2 separate regions of the Arabidopsis thaliana genome follow, and region 2 is linked to region 1. Evidence: chromatin contacts called from public targeted proximity ligation data. All regions are on one chromosome and are shown on one strand. The core of a region is the stretch at or near the end of the contact, and the rest is flanking DNA. Distances in the headings are between cores, read along the strand shown.

Evidence for each region.
Region 2: a contact with region 1 is called in a targeted proximity ligation map of shoot, with 10 read pairs. A contact is called at or near these places in 11 of 26 Hi-C or Micro-C datasets (callus, cotyledon, leaf and 4 more), 1 of 2 datasets of targeted methods (shoot) and 1 of 3 other capture datasets (seedling).

Annotation. Positions count from the first base shown.
Region 1 is chr3:6,405,946-6,411,000 of TAIR10.1, forward strand. AT3G18620 (DHHC-type zinc finger family protein) reads left to right here and starts at 2,316. Exons shown (of 4, transcript NM_112748.4): 1 at 2,316-2,921; 2 at 3,386-3,608; 3 at 3,696-3,994; 4 at 4,274-5,055. The coding sequence starts at 2,904. The coding sequence ends at 4,771. NUC-L2 (nucleolin like 2) reads right to left here and starts at 2,001. Exons shown (of 16, transcript NM_001338347.1): 1 at 1,845-2,001; 2 at 1,714-1,753; 3 at 1,407-1,564; 4 at 1,120-1,281; 5 at 603-692; 6 at 456-527; 7 at 276-368; 8 at 93-185. The coding sequence starts at 1,877. UNG (uracil dna glycosylase) reads right to left here. Exons shown (of 7, transcript NM_112749.5): 7 at 5,013-5,055.
Region 2 is chr3:6,456,900-6,461,954 of TAIR10.1, forward strand. AT3G18760 (Translation elongation factor EF1B/ribosomal protein S6 family protein) reads right to left here and starts at 2,826. Exons shown (of 2, transcript NM_112762.3): 1 at 2,477-2,826; 2 at 778-1,267. The coding sequence starts at 2,659. The coding sequence ends at 1,031. It overlaps AT3G18770 (Autophagy-related protein 13), which reads right to left. Exons shown (of 4, transcript NM_112763.5): 2 at 4,283-5,055; 3 at 4,014-4,195; 4 at 2,917-3,493. The coding sequence ends at 3,127. It overlaps WNK6 (with no lysine (K) kinase 6), which reads right to left and starts at 669. Exons shown (of 8, transcript NM_001202999.2): 1 at 497-669.

The sequences.
Region 1 (5,055 bases), core at 1,066-3,565:
AAGTAGGAAAATAATATGAAATATTTAGTGTATAGAATATAAAACTAATCACAAGTCATTAAAAATATTCAATCTTGAGAAATAAAACAAACCTCCTCATCAGAATCTTCCTCTGAGGATGATGAATCTTTTGCAGCTGGTTTAGCATTCTTAACAACTGTTGGCTTCTTGGCAGGTGTTGGTTCCTGATTACGTTTGATAAAAAACAAATCTCAAAGTAAGTAAAATGATTTACTTTACCATTGAGTGAATAACATGTATAACGCAATTCTCACATCGTCCGAAGAAGATTCCTCCTCTGATGAACTGCTTTCTGCCTTGGCATCCTTAACAACTGTTGTTGGCTTCTTCTTCACAACGGGGGTTTCCTGATAAAATTTTATCAAACACAAATTTCAGATTAAGCTTATGAAATTCCTCCTAAGCTTGAGGTAACATGTAAAGATGCAACATACCTCATCTGAAGAAGATTCATCTGAGCTGTCTTTCTTAACAACGATTGGTTCTTTCTTTGCAGGGGTGGGTTCCTAACATGTTTTTTTAAAGGTAAGCATATGTATTATGTTGTCAAATTGAGCTACCATGTGTAACATAACTCTTACCTCGTCCGAAGAAGATCCATCGTCGGATGAACTGCTCTCTGCCTTAGCCTTCTCAAGGACTGCTGTTTGCTTCTTCATAGGGACAGTTTCCTAACACACAAATATTGCAAAGTTAGCTTACGACATTCATCTAAGCTTGAGTTAACGTGTACTAATGATGAAGTAACTCATACCTCGTCTGAAGAAGAATCATCATCAGATGAGCTGCTCTCTATCTTAGCCTTCTCAAGGACTGCTGGTTGCTTCTTCACAGGGACAGTTTCCTAACACACAAATATTGCAAAGTAAGCTTACGAGATTACTCTAAGCTTGAGCTAACGTGAAGTGATGCAGAAGCAACTAATACCTCGTCTGAAGAAGAATCATCATCAGATGAGCTGCTCTCTACCTTAGCCTTCTCAAGGACTGCTGGTTGCTTCTTCACAGGGGCAGTTTCCTAACAAACAAACTGCAAAGTAAGCTTACGAGATTCCTCTACGCTTGAGATAACGTGTAGTGATGCAGAAGCAACTAATACCTCGTCTGAAGTAGAATCATCATCAGATGAGCTGCTCTCTACCTTAGCCTTCTTAATAGGTTCTGGTCGCTTCTTCGCAGGCGCAATTTCCTCATCTGAAGAAGAGTCATCCTCCTCTTCAGAAGAAGACTCATCCTTCAACTTAGATGGAGTTTCCTTAGTCTAAAAAGGAGAATTAGAGGAACAAGATGAGTATAGACAGAACATTGTACACAATCTTAAACTCAAAATAACTAAACTTTGTCATATTACTCTAAACTAATTAAACTATGAGATTGAAGCTACACCTTCTCCTCTTCATCAGAATCAGAAGCGTCAGAACTGCTACTCTCTACCTTCTTAGGTACCGTTTTCTCAGCTTTCTCCTTCTGAACAACATCAATCAACTCTTTCTTCTGCTTCTTCGTAACTTGCATGTCCAAATCCTCTTCCGCATCTCTCTTACCTAAGAAAAATTCAAAATAGAATATGGTTTTGAGAACCTAATTCTTGAGAAGGCATAAAGAAACAAAGCACAACTAATTCCAACACTCTCGTTCAACATACTCCAATTAACAGCAAAATCCTAAATCGTCAAAAAGAAGAAAATTGAACCTTTCTTGAGTGGCTTTGTCATTGAAGCAGGTGTTTCAACCTGGAAAAAACAGAGTTTTAGATTCGATAATCTTCACACTCAAAAGAGTAACAAGAAGAAGAAGAAGAAGTAGAAGGAGAAAGATGATTACTTCGGTGACGGATTTCTTACTAGACTTGCCCATAGATCCTGATCACAAGCGAAACTGGTGTAGCAGCTACCAGCTAGGTTTACGAGAAGCTTAAAAGTTTTCGCGTGTAGGGTTTTTGCTTTTTTCCACGGGAGATTTGTTATTTATAGGTAGAGAGAGATTGGCTTCTGAATTTTTGGGAAATTGAAGTGTCGGTCTTTTTATTTTGATATTCCTTTTTCCTTATATGTGAAACTTAATCTGAACCGTCCACGTTTCAAGCGATATGTTAACTTACCATTTGTTTTTTTTTTGGACAAAAGATAACTTACCATTTAATGTGATTCTCTAGACACTTGACTCCCAAGTTTTGTAAATTTTACATGTGTCAAAATTTACATTTACACGGCTGGTTAAAATAAGATTAAAAGATACATTATAGAAGGAATTAAAAAAAGAATAAAATAATGGGAGTGATATGCAAAATATTAAGAATTAATCATTTCTCGCCAATGTGTTCAAAAGCTTCTTCTCTTCTTCATTACTTCCGATCAAAATTTGCCGGTGTTTACTGTTGCAATAGCCGTCGCCACTCGCCAACGGTGGGGTATCGGTAGATTGATTTCTAAAATTAGAGGGAGAAATAGAGGAGGCTCTCATTTTATTTCGTGAATGTTAAAGACGGTCAACGCAAAATCACTTGTGAAGAATCTGATGCTTTGTGTCGTCGTGGTCAAGCAATTTCAGATTGATCCGAAAACAATCTGTCAGATCTTTGTGTAAAGAGAGTAGCTTTGAGGGAGCTGATAGTTCTGTTCGTTGCCCATGATTAGAGATTTAGTATATTCTCACGGATGATTCAGCGAGACCTGTTTCATCGATTAGCAGATGAATGGATGGGGTTTCTTCTGAAATTGACACGTAGTCCATTGTTTTAGGATATTCAAAGCTAGAGGAAAACAAGTTTTTGGTTGATTCTTTTGATTTCATTACAAAAAAAAAGAGCTTTTTGGTTTTCTTTGAGTTGGTGATTGTTAACTCTCATCAAATCTTCTGAAGAAACCTTTCTTGTAACCAGCTATGGAAGATTCTTCCCAGGTTAGTAGATCCTTCTCTCTCTAGTCTCACCCATCTTCACTACATAGTCTTAACGATTTCATCTTGTTATGCCTTAGTGTATCTTGAAATTATTGGCCAGTTTCAGCATGCTTGCTTGATTTAGTGATTTAGGACTTAGGAGATCAAGTTGATATCAAATCTGGCATTATATATGTGATGCAAAACCTTTTTACTTGAGCTTTCTCTTTTCATAATACTTGCTTAGTGAATGGTAAAGAAAGGGAACGTTTTAACCTCTCAATCATTGGTAGCTAGTAGAGAACTGTTCAAGAGAACATAATACAGTGTAGGCAATCATGAAGCTGGATTGTGTTAGTGTTTACACATTGTGGTCATCTAATAGTAGAGTGACCCTTGCATAGTGGGACTGTTTTCTTGCAGCATAGGTTTAACAGAGATAACTGTGAAATAGCTTTATAACTGTTTGCTTTTTTTTTCTCTAGGGGAGTTTTGTTGCAACCATAAATGAGGATTATGAAGCAATTTGTTGGGGCTGTGGGCTAAACCTTGTTCTTCCATCATATGCACCTGTTTTTAAGTGTGGATGGTGTGGTGCAATCACGAATCAGAATCCAGTCAGACCTGAAACCAAAAGCTTTGGGTTGAGACGTTTCCGTGACCGGTGTTTTGTCGTTATTCTTGCAGTTTTTATGCTCTTTGTGATATGTAAGTCCCTCTGAATAAGTAAACCATAATTTTGAAAATTATATTTCGTTCCCTGCTAAATACTCTTTTGGATAAAAAAAACTTCAGGTGGTGGGATTTGGGCTGCATATCCCGTCTTGTTTTCGATCAGCTTGGCTTGCGGAATTTTCCATTCTGTTACAACAGCGACTCTGGCGATATCAACGCTCTCAACATTTATTCTCGTTGCTTTTAAATGTGCCGGGAAGCCAACAAATATTCTTTATGGAACCCACCCTGGAGTAGGGAATGGTGCACTTAACAACTATACCTTTTGTAACTACTGCTCCAAACCCAAGTCACCTAGAACCCATCACTGCCGCACGTGTGGCATGTGTGTATTGGACATGGATCACCATTGCCCCTTTGTAAGTCTCATAGCGTTTTCAGGTTTCTCTTTAGTTATTACATATATCATTTTTACTTAAAGGGCTGAATGTAGAGTGGCTTTTTGAGTTTACGTTGTGTGGTGATAGGAATGCTAGACTTGTACCTTGTTCATCATTTTATCTCATACGACCCTCTGATCTTCCCCAATCATAGAGTCCTCGGATACTAGACTTGTTTGTCAATACCGTAAATATTAGTGTTCTTAATTACCGGTTAAGGACTTAATGCTAATGACTCTCCTTGTGTTGTATTTGCAGATTGGGAACTGTGTTGGTGCGGGTAATCACAAATACTTCATAGCATTCCTTATCTCAGCCGTCATTAGCACAAGCTATGCTGCTGTTATGTGTGTGTATACCTTGATTCATATCTTGCCACCTATTGAAAAAGGAGCTGCATATGCATCCGATGTGGCCCATGTGGCGCATGGTAATAGTATATCGATTCTGAGAGTGGTGAAGAATATATGTCTTACTTACATAGCCAACGCTGTCTTCATCTCTGTTCGAAGCCTTGTTCTAGTCTATCTCTTTGTGGCGAGTGTTTCTGTGGCGATTGGGCTAAGTGTTTTGCTGTGGCAACAGCTTAGCTATATCTATGAAGGCAAGACTTACTTGAGCCATTTGAGTTCTCAAGGAACAGAAGAAGATGGTGAAAAAAGCTGCCGGAATCTTTTGACTTTTTTCGGGTGTCCACATTCAATTGAAAGGCACTTGCCAACCATAAGGAACTTGAGGAAGAGACATAAGACATGAGAAGAAGAAGAAGAGAAGAATGTGAGCCAAGTATGTTTTTTTCTGTTTCCTCCTACACTTGGAGCTTGTTGTGGTCAATTCAGAAACATTCATCATACAGTACTTGGAGCTAACAGGTAATGCAGATTAGCAAAGTTTGTACCTCATTTGTGAAAATTCATGATCATAGAATATAGGAGCAACTGCTCCTGTAAATTTTGCTTAAAGATTGTAAATTTGTTGTTTCCCTGACATGCCTTTGAACTCAAGGATAACATTATCAAAGGCGTTCCATAGATAAATCT
Region 2 (5,055 bases), core at 1,576-4,075, 51 kb after region 1:
CCCTTTAGATTCTTTTGGGTGCAACACCTTGAAATAAAAAGAATTTCAAGGACAACAAGATACTCACACGCTAATTCAACTCTAAATCCAATTTTTTGTGAAACTTTTTAACCTTCGATTACTATCCAGCTCATATCAACAACAAAGACAAAACAGAACAAAAACAAAATTAAAGTAAAGCTCGTCAAAATTTAGGATCGTGACATAATTTTTATAAAAAACAATCCAATACTCTTCTTCTCAGATTATATTCTGTCAAAATATCCACATTCGACACAGGTATAAACAATTGACATGAACTATTTCATAATTTTGAGAGGAGAAAAAAAAAATGCATACATGAGTATACATTCATATACATTCACATCAATGCATACATTCATATGAACATAGAAAACACACGATTAAAAGATTTTCTCTCTCAAAAAAAAAAACGGTATAAGGCAACAGAATCGCGTAAATTTGTATTAATAAGATTCTGACGTTTCGATTATACCTGGAGAAACGAAGCTTTGTTCTGTAATTGAGACGAAACGGAGAAGGAGAACAACAATGGGAAGAAAAATCAGAACCCTAATTGAGAGAAATCGATGGATGAAGAAGAAGATGCAGCGACACGGGAAATTATAACAAGTGTTTGTTCTTAGCTCATTTACGAACCACCACCTCTATTTTAATTTCCTTCTTTTTTCCCAATATTAATTTTTAGAAATGATAATTTTTCCAAGTCCTAAAAACAGAGAAACGCTCTCCCCATGCAAATATGACGTGTCAATACACGTGGCATTTAATTCGGGGTTGTCAACCCAATTGATGACGTTGAATATCCACTAGGAAAATAGCGAAAACAATAAAACACATGAAATTTAGTTCAATTTACCTAAAAATTATTATTACATAAAATTAATTTATTTCATTGTCTACGCAAAACGCATACCACCACTTCATGTAACCAAAAACATTCATAACCATTGAAGGGGACTCCCATGAAGAAATTGTCTGAGTAAACATTTCAAAGAAATTGATTTCCTCATCGTGATAACCCTAAAATGTTGTTGTCATCTTCGTCCGAGGAGGATCCATCATATAAGCTCCCACTAGTGAGTCTGTTAGGCACAGTCAGACTATCTTCCTTTTCCGACTGTCCAATCTTGATGTCACGGTGTTTAACTAAGAGCCAGCGCAGCAGTTTGTCTTCCTTGTTCAGGTAGTGAAGCTCCTTGTTCATGTTTGGAGTTGTCATCATTGTTATCTGCATCAATTGTCCCTGCAAAACATTCACCCGATATGAAGGCAGAAAACACTTAGCAAACGCATGACTCTGCAGATTAGTAAGAGAGGAAAGCTAATAAAAGTGGATGTTCAATTTTCACTCTCTGCAGATTCTATCAAAAATACATAGGAGATTGATGTTTAAAGCTTTTGTACTGATACTCTCAAAACATATGATAATCCTACATCTATAGTTGATCGAAACAAATGTATCCCGTTACTTCCTAGGTATGTATGAATTATATATTCTCCTTCTGTTCCTATATAGCCAAATTGTCTAATAACAGAAACAGTTTGAAGAAAATGTATAAGCGAAAGCTGCGATTATTTGTACCAGGTTATCTTACAAGTAATCAAATTTCAAACTGAAGATCCAAAGCACAATCAAATTCTTTGGACAATTCAGTAGATAAGAACTTATCTAGAATCCTAGCTGTTGTATTACCCTCATCAGGATTTTCTGGAATCTTAAGTTCGAAAGGAAACACTGTCGAGGAAATGAAAATCTACAAAATACCATAGACTAAACGCAACGTTTGTGACTAGTAAGAAATCACAAAACAAGTATCACTTCAGGATCGTAGCCAGTATTTGTGTACAAGACCGCATAATTTCCCCCAAGTCCAGCTATTTAACCATAAGAATCAATCAGAAAGTTACAAGACACAAAGCTTTTTCGAAAGGCCAACCTAAAACATAATGCTAATAATAAGATTGCTTATCTATCTACGGTTATAGCATCAAACTAATAATCAAACTCCACACTGAAGATCCAAAGCAAAATCAAGCTCTTTGAACAATTGACTAAGATAGGAACCATTCTAGAATCCTACTGTTCTGTTATCCTCATCAGGATTTTATAAATCGGGTAGACAAAATCACGCAAAAACAACCTTTACTAGTAACAATATGATGATTTTGCTTCAAGAATCCAACTGAAAGTTAAACTAAGCGTAAGTAATCTGGGCGAAAGAAGTATCAGTCCATGGTCGTAGCAAGCATTTGAGTAAAATGACTGTATAAATTCCCAAAATCTAGCTATCTAACCATAAGAATCGATCAGAAAGATGAAAAAGACAAAGCTAACACAAACCTAAACTAAAATGCTAATACCATTGAATCGGCCTGGAGAAAATCCTGATCAAACAAACTCTACGGACTCATAAACCATCGATTCAGTAAGAAAACTAACGAAATTGAATACCTGATAGTGTCTTCCGTCGAGCTTTCTAATACCGTAACCCAATTCGACCTTGCCAAAGGATTTGATCTCGGTGAGGACGCCATTTCTGCTGTAAACGTGTTTACCAATGCGCGCAACGAGGTCGATGAGGCCCTCCTTCCTGATTATAGGCTTGAACAGAAGCATACAGTCGTAGAGCGGCATTTTTGATCCTTCTTCCTTCCGACAAGAGATTAGCTCTGGCTTGTTCTCTCAGGTTTACCTTAGGGTTTTAGTCTTCTCAGATTTCGCCGATTGGGTCATTACCAAACGGCGACGTGTTGTTAAGTTTTTTTTAGTGAAAACGACATCGTGTTGCTATATATATTATTTTTGTCTGAGAGTTCTTAAATTTGATTTGGAAAATGAAATAAGAAATTGTAGAAAGCTTTCATATTAGTTGACAACAAATGAAAGCTTTGTAATGATTATAAATAGTAGTTAACATATGTTTACCATTTTATTTACATGGAATTTTTTTTCTTTTTTTCCTGGGTATAAGTTTATTTACATGGACCAATATCATCCAAAGAGTAGAGAGCTTAATATTATTTACATAGGCACACATTATATGAAAAAAAAAAAAAAAAAAAAACAAACCGAAACCCAAAATGGGTCAAGATTCTGAAACATCAAACATCAAAGGGTGAAGTAATAGTAACCGAGGAAGGGTTTGATGTGGATTGACCAAGCAACAAATGATTCTTCATTTCTTTGTAAGACCTCAACTCTTCCAAAGCATCAGCTGTTGTCTTTGAGGCCAGAGCAATCCCCGAGGCTGTGATAGACGCTACTGCTATCTCATGAGCCCCTGCGGGTTTGTTGTTGTTCGAGCAAATTTCAGGTCTGGAAGATTCAGAGACATCTTGTCTGAGAGGTGGCGCTTTCTTCAGCATTCTCACAAGGGCACCAACTGCAGCATCTTGGGACTTCTTCGGGTATGACCCGCTTGAATCGAATGGTTCATGTATGTCTCCTCTGTGGTCAAACGACCCTGGTCTGAAATAAGGCAGTAAACCAAAAATCAGTTTCTTCTACTGGAAACAGTTACAAAACAAAGTCTCAAGAACTGAATCAGAAACCTTGAGACGAACCATTTCAAGTCATTATATGATTAACTTATTATCCCCAAATATATCATGATATTAGTGATAGAGAAGAGTTACGATTTCTTGGTTTCTCTACTAAACAGTTCTCTTTCTTCTTTTTAAAAGATCAGTACAAGAATACCCCAAGATTGATCGAAGCTACACAGATACAGAAGCATTACAGTAACCATTTCGGTCTTATGGCTGTAAAATCTCAAAGAAAGAAAGAACATGAACTAGCTTCTTAAGCCCTACTGATTAGCATAAGAGGCCAGGATTAGTAAATCACTTATTTAGAAAGTCAATTGGTTTTGAAATATAATAGCTATCCACTTAGAAGGACAACCTAAAGCAATCAAAATATTAAATGCTTGGGCTGTAGATAAATTGGAAAGGAGAAAATGAGATATGTAAGGTTTTTAAGACCATACCTGCTATTCCGATCTGTAATATCATCATACTCAACATCAAATGGGCAAGGGAAATCAGGATCATCAAAATCGTCTTGGAAAGATCTACTGGAACTCCGGGAAAATGATATCCGCGGAGAACTGCTGGAAGACGGCCTCACCCCAGAAGGTCTTCTAAAGTCATCTCTCCCATAAAGAAACAGCTAGAAGGATAATGAATATCAGTTTAACTCGTTAAGTCACATGATCAAGAAAACAGATAAAAGATAAGACATGTGGAGTACGTTTACCTTATCTATTGCTGCTCCAGATTCACCAGGACCCAAGTTTCTCACAGGCTTCAACGAAGCGTGTCTCGACAACTTCAGATGAGCAGAAGGTGCCACAACGTTTTCTTTGGACTGGAAAGTTGGAGCTGGTATTCTGACTGGAGCACTTTCAGTACGTGTGATGCCTCTTGGGACGGCGTGTTTTGGTGCTGAAGGAGAAGGAGGAGGGGAGAAATCTTGACAAGGAGAATACTCTTCGGGGTAGCTTTCCTTCCTACGACCAGTGGGTATATCAGAAGGGTGAGGAGGAAGATGACGAGAGCAAGGATGTGAAACCAATGCATGTGAATCCGAGCGTGTAGGCGATGGTGAGCAAGAAACAGAAGGTGGAGATGCCTTGTAACGATCGAAACTCCAGCTATGGCGCCTTTGAAATGGCAGCAATGGAGGAGAACCATATGAAAGAGGAAGGGAAGGGAACCTCTTTAAAGGATCAGCCAAGGGACTTCCAACATAATCGGTTATAAATGTTGGAGACATAGGTGTAGAGTGTTCGCAACTGACATCTGAGAGAGAACGATATAAAACCGATAAGCAAAGTCTACCACAGATCGTTTCAACCGGTGTGAAAGAAAACTTCTGCATTTCTGCTTCTTCTTTACGAGTGAATGGCTCAACTATAGAAGGGACCCTAGGAACAAGCTTGAACTTGAAGATCTGCCCCGAGGAATTGAGTTCCCGAAAAATCTTATAAGCAGGTAAAAGCCTAACCATGACAAACAATGATCTAAGCA